Linked DNA regions of Sus scrofa: all the other regions are linked to region 3. A link is a contact called in public Hi-C and promoter capture Hi-C data. All regions are on one chromosome and are shown on one strand. Each heading gives the region's core, a stretch centred on a gene start, on an enhancer-like site or on the middle of the called end of the contact. The rest is flanking DNA. Distances are from core to core; before and after follow the strand shown. Region 1 holds the start of LRRC8C (volume-regulated anion channel subunit LRRC8C). Region 2 has its middle 14 kb from the start of LRRC8B. Region 3 holds the start of LOC110260386 (DBIRD complex subunit ZNF326-like).

Region 1 (3,743 bases), core at 113-2,612, 360 kb after region 3:
CTGCAGACGGGGGCACAGAAATCTGAGTTTTAACAAGCCCTTCAGGTAATTCTGATGTACTCTGGGAATCTAGATCAATCTTAAAGCTTTGAGTTTTAAAACCTCATAATCCTTTTAAGACCTGAAGTTTGTTTGTTTGTTTTTTTTTAAATCTTATCATGGGTTCTACCCTTTACAGTGAGTGAAGGCATAGCATTCTAAAAGTCAGCATGGATTTTGTTCTCCTTCTCCAGCTCTCTGGTATTTTCCCAACAATCCACGGTTTCTGAAAATACATCTGGTGATTAGTATGTTTATTAGCCAACGCCATGCTCCGTCAGAGCTGTACTTAGCATGACATGTGAATTGCAAAAAGTCTAAGAGCGAATACCTTTTAGGGTAGGGCCGAGGAAAACCGGTCCCATTTTTACCAGAGGAGGGTCACTCTCCTCTCTTGGCAGACTGATTTCTGACAGGTTTTTTTTCCCTTGTTTCCACCCTTTCAGCCAGCGTGACTTTTTCCTTTTTTTTTTTTTTTTTTTTTTTTTATCTTTTTTCCTCCTTCACATTTTAACCTAGGAAACTACTCATTTATTTTGTTTTTTCTTGCTTCAGCAAAGTCCAGTTTTCCTTAGCTAAGCTTTACTGTCAGCAAATTACGGTTCATTTTTAAATGCTGGAAAACGCTAAGAAGCCCTAGTGTTGCATGATAGAGCCAGACCTTTCATTTCAAATTGTCTTTCTAGACACGCGTGGAGATTTCAAGTCTTTCGTACTGCATCGCAAAAAAAGGATTTATGAATAATTCATGACGGCGGTATTTTTAACAAAACGTTCTCCATGACAGATTTGGAAAGCTGAAACGTTTTATGAAACTTTCTAAAAACTTAAGACTTTTCCAAAAGGAAAGTAAGCCCTGCCATCACTAATTAATTCGTTTAAAATACTTCAACTGGAATGTTTATGTAAAAACCCAACCAGGAGAATAAAAGAATGTTTGTTGAGCAACTACTACGTGCCAGGAATTGTGCCCCATGTTTATATATATTTTTTTTTTCACCAAATCTCACGACAACTTGTGAGTTAGATGAAAAACTAATGCTCAGCGTTTTGACCCTCGGTCCGTGGTCACATGTCTAATAAGTGGTAGTCAGGCCAAGCTCAGGTTATTAGTATGACCTAAAGTCCGTTATCTTTGCCTACATCACACCCTGTCTAAGAGCAGATAGATGCTCAGCGAGAGACCAAGTAAAGGGAGCTACTTACGTTGTTGTTGGTCACAGCAAAGTACTGCAAATTGCTCAGATACTGGATTTCTTCCGGGATGAAGGTCAGGTGGTTATAGCTTAGATCCAGATAGTGCAGTTTGGTGCACAGGAAAAGCTGCAGGGGCAAGTTCTCAATGTTATTATGGTCCAGGGAGAGCTGCTCTAGATTCGCTAATGCCCCAATCTGGGCAGGAATATAAGCGATGTTATTGTGCCACAACTTTAAGCAGGAAAGGTTCTGGAGGTGCTGAAAGCTGATGATCTCTTCCACGGTCTTCAGGTTGTTTTCTTTGAGGTCTAACTCATGCAGATTGTTCAGGCTGAAAATGGAGTGTGGAATGCGTTCCAGATCGCAGCTGATCAGCTCCAGGCTTTTCAGGTTGACCATCTTTTTCAAGTTGTTCAGCATGACCAGTTTGCTGCCCTCGTTGTCAAGGGACAGCTTCTGCAGCGAAGGCAGCAGGTCTGTGATGACCTGCGGGATCCGGGAGAGGCTGCTCTTCAAGTGCAGGGTCCTCAGGTTTTTCAGGTCCTGAAAGCCCTCCACCTGCACGGTGCTCACCTGCTCAGGGAGAACACAGCCCGACAGGTACAGCTCCCTGAGGTTCCGCAGGTGAAACACCCAGCGCGGAATCTTCCCCATCTCGGTAAATTTCAGGCGGAGGATTTTTAAATTCTCCTCCAGAAAGGCCAGGGCGGGGTGGTCGACCATCAGGGAGGAGTGGTACACGTGCAGCTCCTTGAGGTTGACCAGCTGCGAGACGGCGGGGGGCAGCTTGACCTCGGGGATCAGCTCCAGGCTCAGCACTTCGATTTCCGTCAGCTCGAAGACGTTGTCTGGAAGCCCGCTGAGCATGAACAGATGCAGCTCTACCTTGTCCTGGGAGTTCTTCACCAGCTTGCTTTTCAGTTTCTCCACCGTCCATTCGTTGTTGAGGTTGATCTGTTTCAGTTTGTTCTCGCTGACCTCGGACAGGAAGATGGAGAAGCGTTTGGCGTAAAGAGGTCGTACTGGTCGGCCAGGTGCAGGATGAAGGCAAAGTCGTTCTTCACGTCGGGGATGTCGCTGTAGTTGCTCTGCTCGCGCAGCGCCTCAAAGGAGTACTGCTTCAGGGAGCTCCGCAGCATCCACCACAGGCTGTAGGAGGAGGTGAGCCCGTACAGGAGGACCAAGACGACGTAGAAGGAAGCCAGGACCTTGAAGATCTCCGCCAGGGAGTAGACGCACTGGTAGCGCTTGTACCCCGTGAAAGCCTGCACGTCCACGGAACAGTCGATTTCCAGGCTGATGTAGGTCAAAAAGTAGGGCACGTACGTTACGATGAGCACAAAGAGAATGACCTTGACGATGATCTGCTTCAAGTACACCCTGTAAATGACGTCCTTCTGCTCCACGTGCAGCCGGAACCTTTTGACCTTCTCGAAGATGGCTTTGGCCTGTTCGCCCTCCTTCTTGTCCAGGACGCTGGAAGTCGGGCTCTCGAGGCCGGCCGCCTCCAGGCCGGGCTGCGGGTAGGGCAGGGGCTGCTTGGTGCAGTCCGCGTCCGCCGAACACGCCGAGGACGCCAGCAGGACCTTGGACTTGGAGAGCGCCGGGGGCCTCCCCGACTGCTCGGCCACCGTCTCGGACAGGGCGCGGGTGGTCCACGGGGAGTCGAAGCACTTGTGGAGGATGGCCACGAAGTGCTCGAGCCTGGAGCTGGTACTGGGGTAGTGCAGCCAGAAGTTGCTGCAGGCGGCGAAGATGAGCGTGTGCAGGAGCACCAGGTAGGGGAAGAACTTGGCGAACCAGTGGAGCTGCTTCTCGTAGCAGACGGCGTCGATGTACGAGTACTGCTGGCGGTGGAGGTCGTTCTGGATCCTCAGGGGCAGCGGGAGCGGCAGCGGCGGCCCGGGAGCGGAGGAGGACGCGTTCACGCTGGCTTTCAGGACGTCCCAAGGCCCGGCGCAGGGGCGGTCCAACTCCACCTTACACGGAAGACAGCACAGGACCCGGCTCTGCGTGAGCTGCAGGGCTCCGGCCAGCACGGCCACCAGCAGCATGATCAGGGTGATGTAATACCAGAAGACGTCCCACCACGGCTTGAGGATGTGGTAAGACGACTGCGCGTCGGCCAAGCACTTCAGCTCCGTTAGTGTAATCATGACTTGCCCTTGGAGGAGGACGCGGGAACTGCAGGAGGAAAAGAAAGGCCGCTGAGGCAGGGACCCAAACAAGCTTCACGGCTGGCTAAGGCTGGGCCTCTCCAGCCAGGGTTTGGCTCCGGGGCCAAAACCCTGGGAGGCGGGGCCGAGGATGCAACGCTCTCCGAGGCTTTGGGTTTCTTTCCAACCCTTGGGCGGGATCCCGCCTGGGCACCATGAAGCCCCTGAGAGGAGAGACCCCCTGCAAGAGAGCCAGGCTGGATCTGTGCAGGTCTTGGGGGCAGGATGGAAGGCGACCGTGCAGTTTTTTTCCCTGCATCTCCACTCCATGCTAAGCTACGCACAAGCAGA
Region 2 (4,196 bases), core at 411-2,910, 430 kb after region 3:
TCTCCTCCTCCCAACCCTTGGAACTCTGCCTCGTTAAATCCATTTGAGAAGTGCCAGTGCTGACAATAGCTTTTATATTTGCTAAAATCAACAGTCACAAAAAGTCGGAAAGCCTCTACTATGTACTAGGCGAAGTGTATGTTTATATTCCACGTTATAACACACGTGCGTGCGCGCGCGCGCACACACACACACACACACACACACACACACATTAGGCAGGCCCTTTCCATGGATGAGTGAAATGTAACAGTGGCCCCATTATTTAAAAAAAATCAACTATTCCTGATGAGATATGTTTTTAGATATGAAATATAGTAAATATAATCAATACTCTTTTTCAAAGTCTGTGGACATTGATGAGTAGACATGTAATTACAGGCTAACCAAAAACTAAGAAGAGACATATTCCATTTTAGGCAAGGTATTCGTATAGGATCCAGAAACCCAGCATTATGAAACATCTTAATTAGGGATGATGACGTGTTTTTTTTTTTTTTTTCCAAGCAAGGGTACTACCTCACAGGATTCTTTTAAACTGTGAACTCTGATTTAAAAACATTGCTAATAATTCGATTTTTAAAATTCAATTTATGCGCTAGCTTTACCTCGTAATCATGACAGCTGCGTAGATTTACCTGTCTGAGCTGTTTCATGAAAACTACATCCATCTGGACAAGGTGCTAAGTTTAGGTCAAATTACTTTTAAAATTTTAAAATATTGTATTTGATTCTCTAGGAACGTTGAGAGTAGAGAAGAAAGAGGCAGAGTTAACTAATATTCATTTCATATTTAATTTTTCTGACTTTTTGCGAAGTGCTCTGTGTCCCATTGAGCGTCACAGCAGGGGTTGTTGTTGTTTGCTTTTTGGGGCCATGGCAGTTCCCAGGCTAGGGGTCGAATTGGAGCTACAGCTGCCAGCCACAGCCACAGCAATGTGGGATCCGAGCTGCATCTGCGACCTACACCACAGCTCACAGCAATGCCAGATCCTTAACCCACTGATGGAGGCCAGGGATCGAACCTGCATCCTCGTGGATGCTAGTCAGATTCGTTTGCGCTGAGCCACGACGGGAACTCCAGTTTTTGAGGTGAGTGTTCTTATTCTTACTCTGCAGATCAGGGTCAGAGGCCCACAAATAACCCCAGCTAATAAGGAAAGCGGTTTATAATCCAGACCCATAGAACTCCACAGTGAAGGCCTGAAAAAAATTCATCAACCATAAGAAAGGACACTTTAAGAAAAACCCTTGATTTGGGAAGGAAATAATAAATAAACTTTTTATTTTTTTTAATGCAAAGGGGCAGATCGTTGTACTCCACCAATATGTAAAATAACTTTTCTCCTTAGCTCGCTTTAAGGTAAAACCATTTAGGTTCTTGCAAACTATGGGTTGAGTCTCTTGAAAAACCCTGAAAACTTACCATGCATGAAGAAAACGATTCCTTGGACCAGTTATAGCCTCCTGGCATATTAAATGCTCGGTTTTTCTGAGGAGGCCATGCCAAATACAGGGTAATTTTAGCCGTTGCAGTCTGTCCTTATGTAAATAGAGATTTGCGATCTGCTCTCATTGGTGCCATCCCCAGCAGTACAGATGGGCTATTTTTGCCTGGTGCCAGGCTGTAGAAAGAGCTTAGAGCCTCACAGATTGGTCTGCTGCTTGAGTTGGAACGGAACCAACTACCCCAGGATAGCGCCAGTCATCTATTTTGATAGTCAGCTCTCTTCATTAGTATTCGTTTTGGCTCTGGGGCTTCAGCTCTCACACAAAGGGCGGGGCCCTGAAGGCATCTGGTTTCCCCTCCGTGTTGCTGGCTTCAGACATTTTATTAATTGCCCTGCGAGTTGGCATCGTTTGCTAGTTTCAAATACTCTTCAAATGCCCTCAGTATAGCTAATTCTTTGTTCCTTCTCTATGAAAAAAAAATCACAGGGTTCAAAATCTCTGGCCCATCACAATGCTGTATTTTATTACATTCTTGATATGGAGTGAGCATAGCCAATCTCCCAGAATGCGGTGAAGGATTTTTGCCACATGACTCTAACATTTTTCTTGTGTGATTTCATTCCGTACTGACTTTCCTTTAATCCACCCTGCCTACTCCTGGAACTCCTTCTCTTGCTTCTCTCCAATTTCAATTTATTTGCAAAGTAGTCATGTCACATCTATGCTTCTGCAGAACTTCCAGTATCTGTATTCAAGTTATGTCCTTTAGTAGCTTTAGGCCACCGTGAGGCCATGGACCAAGAGGTTACTCAGGTAGCTGAGGGATCCAGGCAGTGAAATGACTGGTTTATCCTTCTCTTCATCCACCCTACCTCCAGAGTAAGAGCAAAGCCTGGACAAATACTCTCTAGACACATGAAAATTCTGAAGTGGCCTGGATGGGACATCTAGTACATTGCATGAATCCTGTGTATTAAAACCATCCGTGCATTGGGAGTGCCCATCGTGCTCAGTGGTAATGAACCTGACTAGTATCCACAAGGATGTGGGTTCGATCCCTGGCCTCGCTCAGTGGATTAAGGGTGAGCTGTGGTGTACCTTGCAGACACAGCTTGGATCCCACGCTGCTGTGGCTGTGGATGGCAGCTGTAGCTCTAGCTCAAACCCTAGCTGGGGAACTTCTATATGCTGCAGATGCGGCCCTAAAAATAAAAAATACCAAAAAAAAAAAAAAAAAAAAAGGCATCAGTGTGTCCTCCAGCCTGCCAGAGTAGTAGCAGTTCTGGCCCCTGTCTCAGCGCCTGCCAAGACCCTGAAGCCCTGTGGCCCTGTGGGACACAGAGAATGACAGGACTTGGGATGACACTCAGGAGTGAGCACATCTGCTGCCCTCTCTTAGGCAAGTAGCTGTATTCTGGGCCCTAAGATGAAAACACTGAGATTCATTTATTTATCGTTTTACTCCTTTATTGACACAACACATGTTTGTTGATTGCCTATCTGTGCCAGGAACTCTGCTAGGAACTAGGAATACAGCTCGCAGGCCTTTTCTTGGCCTCGTGAAGGTCTTTCCCTGCAGCTCCTCACAAATCACAATGGTACCTCTGTTCGGTGTGTGCCAAGCATCTGTGCTGCCCTGCAGTGGTTATTGGCATACGTCTCTCGCATCAGCATCATAATCCTGCAGGGGAGGCAGAAAGATTCCCATTTTATAAGGGAGGAAACTGAGACTCAGAAACACTAGTTATCTTCTCAAAGTCCGTCCGTGGTGGAGCCTAGAATCCATGGACCGGAGTTTGGTTGGACTCCAATAGCAATGCCACGCCTTCTTTCCCAAGAGGCGGTAGGAAAACCCTCCTGGACGGAGAGTTAAATGCTCCGCGTGGGACCAATGCTCCCCGCAGCCCTTTGGAGCAGTTCCAGCTCTTGTCCAACCAGGACTAAGTGCAGGCTTCCTTCCCTCTCCAGGGTTTTGGCAACCAGAGGCTCTCCTCCCCAAACCACTCTTTTTCGCTGTGTCTCCTGCCAAGTGCTGTCCAGCTGCCCAGAGAGCCGATCCAATGTTTTCTTTCCCCTTCCTCGTTCTTCTCACCTGTGTACCAACACAGTCAGTCATTTGTTCTCACTTGTCGTTCCTTTTTCTAACATGCTCGCAGCCATCTTCTTCTACGGGGGGGAGAGTTTCCCTGTGTCACCTCCTAGATCAGCTTCCTGCTTTATTTCCCGGTGAAGGGGTGTGCATTCGACTCTCAGGTCTTCCCCTGCTTATCCCGAGCTGCTTCCCTGCACCCTCACTTAGCTGCTCAAGCCTGGTGTCTGCTGCTTGTGGGGAAGTAGCGTTGGGCAGGTTGTCTCGCCAGGGTTTGCCTTGAGTTACTCATTTGTAAAAAGCAACAGTACTTACCTCGTGGAGCTCTTGTAAGGAATAAACAGAGTAATACAATCTTCATGCAGTGACCGGAACTTAGTACCATATTCATAAATGTTAACTGTTACTCTTCTTGGAATTTGGTAGAGCATGTCAATTCTTTCCATGAGAAGAGACTCATGGGAGGGCCAGGACTGGCTGTAAACCCACCCACAGAGGAGCTGCCACTGGATTCCTGTCCTGGGCTGGAGGTTTAGGCTGTCAGGTAAGCGTGATTTCTGACTTTCTGAGGGCTCGGTCAGATTCAATCACGCAAATAGTAGGTAACAGAATTGAAGGTGGTGTAGCCGGGAGTTCAGGCGCTTGAGCAAGACGT
Region 3 (3,657 bases), core at 727-3,226:
CATACAAACAGTGTAGTCCTCTGGTTGGGGCGCCATTCCCATCACTCCCTTCCCCCACCCTGGTAGTTTCTGGTACTGCCATCAAACTTTGGTGTGAAAACACAGCATTTTAAAAATCCATTCCTTACACTGGCACTTCAAATATTCAGAGTTTAAACGTTTCTATATCAAAATGAGTTAAAGTCCAACTAAAACAAACAAAAACCCCAGAGTGTGCTTCTGTTAACTGCTCAACTCTCTACTTCAAAGTAATTTAAAGGTATCCACAAAAGGGTTATTCCAGCCCCCTTTCATATGCTGAGATTTGGCAGCTTTAACTCTTCGTGGCATGAAATTAAATCAAAGGTCAAAATACCATTTAGTCAGACTCATCACAGCACATTCAAAGTTACAGAGATTTTTTTGGTTTTTGTTTTTTGTTTGTGGTTGGCTTAGAGGCTTACGACTGTTAATGGACCGGTTTTATTCAGAAATGCTCCATTACTCAAGATTAAATCCACTCACACCCACTCCCGTGCCCCCCTAATGCTGTCATTATGTGCTCATTTTATCTTGACGCCAATTCCTATTGGGCAAGATTTGAAGGCAAGGTGAAGACCAAGTTAATTTTACTTTGTAAGCATATGAAAATGGTTTAAAGAACCGGCCTGAGAGACGAGTGAAAGGCGCTGCTAAAATACAGTTTACTTAAACAGTAAGTCCAACCCAGGCGTCTGTGCAAAGGTCTGATTTGAAGGGCATCTGATGCGGTGAAACTGACAACACTTACGACTTGAACCTGGCCAGAACCCAGACTGGGACTTGAACCTAAGTCCCATCCACACCCTAAACAGAGAAAAATGCCTTGGTTCACGGAAGTATTTCACAGGAGGGATTAACGACCGGGCAATGTTTGCTGGTGGATGAACACCCGTCCGCTAACCAGAAACACCATCGGGTACAGATGGATCCACACTCATCACTTTCCAGACGCCCTTTAAGCTCATCTTAAACTAAGACAACCCGAAACCTGAGCGTGACAAGTCACCCGGGGCCGAGGATTCACTGGAAGAACGATCTGGGTCGCTGCCCACGGGGCGGGGACAGTGCCCGCCCGGCCCGGGACCGGGAAGTCGGAGGCGGTGGGCAAGGTCCATGCCGAGGGACTGGGGCCGGGAAGTGGGAGGCGGCGGACACCGTCCACGCAGCAGGCCGGGCCGGGCCGGAGTGGGGGAGGGCAAGGTTCACGCCGAGGGGCAGCGCCGGGAAGAGGGAGGCGGCGGGCACCGTCCACCCCGCGGGGCCGGGGCCGGGAAGTGGGGGGCGGCGGGCAGCGTCCTCGCAGTGAGGCCGGGCTGGGCCGGGCCGGGCCGGGGTGGGGACGGGCAAGGTTCACGCCGAGGGGCAGGGCCGGGAAGTGGGAGGCGGCGGACACCGTCCACGCAGCAAGCCGGGCCGGGCCGGGATGGGGGAGGGCAAGGTTCACGCCGAGGGGCAGCGCCGGGAAGAGGGAGGCGGCGGGCACCGTCCACCCCGCGGGGCCGGGGCCGGGAAGTGGGGGGCGGCGGGCAGCGTCCCCGCAGTGGGGCTGGGCCGGGCCGGCCGGGCCGGGCCGGGGGCGGGCCTGGGGCCCAGGCCGCGGCGCTCTGGGCGCGCCCTTGCTGCGCCGGGGCCCGCGCGGAGCCCCCGGTCACGCGCCGGGACGGGCGCCGGGCGCGCGGTCCCCCAGGCCCAGCCCGGCCGCGGCCGCAGAACAAAGCCACTCGGCCATCTTGAGACGGTAAACAGCCCGGGGCCAGGCCGGCCCGCCTCCCGCCCGCCGCGGGGACCCGCCGGGGCCGCGCTCACCGTCCTCGAAGTCCATGGCGGAGGCTCGGGCCGACGGCCTCGGCGGCGGGGGCTGAGCGGCGGCCGGCAGCGAGCGCCCGCGACCCGGGGTCCACACGAGCAGTCAGCGCGACCGACAGCGGCGCCACCGGCCCGGAGCCGCAGGCCACGGCGAGGCTGGGGGCGGGGCCGGCCGCCGCCGCCGCAGCGCGGCCTGCGATTGGCCGGCGCGGCCTGGTGGGCGGGCCCCGGGTGGGGGCGGGAAGCAGGTCGGCTGTCAAGCTCCCCGTGCCGACCCTCGCGAGCGGCCGAGGGGAAAGGCAGGTGACAAAAGGGAGCCCCGCCGACCGGCCGGGGTCACGGCAGAGAGCGCGCCGTGTTCTGGAAGGACCGCCCGCGGCCCGCCATGTTTGATTCTGGCAAAAGCGAAAGGATCCGGTTGGAATACCTTCTCCTGCCCGAACTAATACACCACGTGCCGACCTTTCGCTTTTTATTGGCTGATGACGCCTGATCGGAAAATGTACAGTTCTTACGGAGTTTCTGCCGTTGGAGGCGCACAAGTCCGAAACGTTTTTAGAACTCAGGAAACAGAGGCGAACAGACTGCGAAGTAGAGAACCATGATCGGTATGATTCAAGACAGTCTAGGATTACGTTCTGAACGTCCAAGTGAGAAGTAAAAGCGTTGTAAAGCTTAACAGACAGGGAAGATTTGTGGCAGGAGTCACCCAGAACTTGAAGGACAACGTCGGGCAAGCGCACATACGTAATAGCATTTGCACTGCATTGCCACTTTGGAAATAGCGCAAGGGGCAGTGGGCAACGTTATTCACCCACAAGGCAATGTGGGGAAAGACAACCGTTTGGTCATTCCAACCCTGGAGCAGCTTGAACTCCAGATTAGAAAAAAAAAAAATTAAATAGAGCAAATCGTGTCAATAGTGAGTTGGTCACAGGAGAGCACATCATGATTCAAGCCGTTTGCCCTTCTTTGGGGTCCAACTAGTTGCTGGAATCAAGTTCCAAAAAGGCAGCCTCTGGAAACAGGACTGAAGGAAAAACTCACCGATATCACTGGAGCCCCAAATCTGGGCAGGGCACTGTGTCTTCCCCATCACTTTCCTTCTCCACCCACATTGAGTCACCCAGTTCTCCACCCTTGCACTGTTTTCTTCTTTTTTCCCTCCTATACATATTTTTTATTCACCTGAGTGTAACGTGTTGAAAAACTGAACTCATAATTTCCCTCCTCCAACCTGCTCATCCTCCTTCATTCTTTCATCTCTGCTGGTGGCGTCATGAGTAACCTCCCACCCACTAATCCCAGCCAGAAGCCTGCGACTCATCCTTTCAGGATTCCACCCTCTCCCATCCTCCCACCCCCAATTTACACGGAAGTCTTTCATCTGCTTATTAGCTCTGAAAATGTCTTAGGCTTGCCATCTCCTCTCCAACCCCCCTGGACTATGTGAATTAGGCTCTCATTACCTCTCTCCCAAACTACCTTCATAGCTTCCTAAACGGTTTCTCTGCCTTTCCACCTTGACCTTCTCAGACTCCTGGGTCGGCAGTGATCTAAATGCAAATCTGAACACATCGTGCGTCTCTATCATGGATTAGGTGAAGGCGAAGTTCCTTAAGATAGAGCACATCCACCCTGGAGTTCCTGTCGTAGCCTGAAGGTAACAAACCCAACAAGGATCCATGAGGACACAGGTTCCATCCCTGGCCCCGCTCAGTGGGTTAAGGATCGGGCGTTGCCATGAGCTGTGTAGGTCACAGACATGGCTCAGATCCTGAGTTGCTGTGGCTGTGATGTAGGCCAGCGGCTACAGCTCTGATTCGACCC

What was found. Promoter capture Hi-C pulls out the DNA fragments that hold promoters and counts their contacts. Hi-C and Micro-C count contacts between places; a contact is called where the count stands out from the background.
Region 1: a contact with region 3 is called in a promoter capture Hi-C map of fetal liver, with 3 times the contacts expected there. The contact joins the promoter of LRRC8C here to the promoter of LOC110260386 in region 3. A contact is called at or near these places in 1 of 5 promoter capture datasets (fetal liver) and 1 of 2 datasets of contacts at active chromatin or transcription factors (alveolar macrophages).
Region 2: a contact with region 3 is called in a Hi-C map of fetal skeletal muscle, with 2.6 times the contacts expected there. The contact joins the enhancer-like site here to the promoter of LOC110260386 in region 3. A contact is called at or near these places in 2 of 5 promoter capture datasets (fetal liver and liver), 11 of 47 Hi-C or Micro-C datasets (embryonic fibroblasts, epiblast stem cells, fetal skeletal muscle and 6 more) and 2 of 2 datasets of contacts at active chromatin or transcription factors (alveolar macrophages and skeletal muscle).

What each region holds. Positions count from the first base shown.
Region 1 is chr4:127,077,680-127,081,422 of Sscrofa11.1, forward strand. It overlaps LRRC8C (volume-regulated anion channel subunit LRRC8C), which reads right to left and starts at 1,363. Exons shown (of 3, transcript XM_001929205.6): 1 at 1,246-1,363. It overlaps LRRC8B (volume-regulated anion channel subunit LRRC8B), which reads right to left. Exons shown (of 7, transcript XM_013997404.2): 5 at 2,258-3,420; 6 at 1,246-2,255. The coding sequence starts at 3,392.
Region 2 is chr4:127,148,446-127,152,641 of Sscrofa11.1, forward strand. It overlaps the pseudogene LOC106510236. Among named protein-coding and RNA genes, the nearest start is that of LRRC8B, 14 kb to the left of the region's middle. Within about 2 kb of position 1,661, at least 23 of the 83 cell types and tissues checked have an H3K27ac peak or open chromatin away from gene starts, as enhancers often do. A contact at or near this core is called in embryonic fibroblasts, fetal skeletal muscle and skeletal muscle, where this site is marked.
Region 3 is chr4:126,715,869-126,719,525 of Sscrofa11.1, forward strand. LOC110260386 (DBIRD complex subunit ZNF326-like) reads right to left here and starts at 1,977. Exons shown (of 4, transcript XM_021090293.1): 1 at 1,828-1,977. The coding sequence starts at 1,843. It overlaps LOC102159118 (a long non-coding RNA gene), which reads left to right and starts at 2,089. Exons shown (of 3, transcript XR_002343632.1): 1 at 2,089-3,490.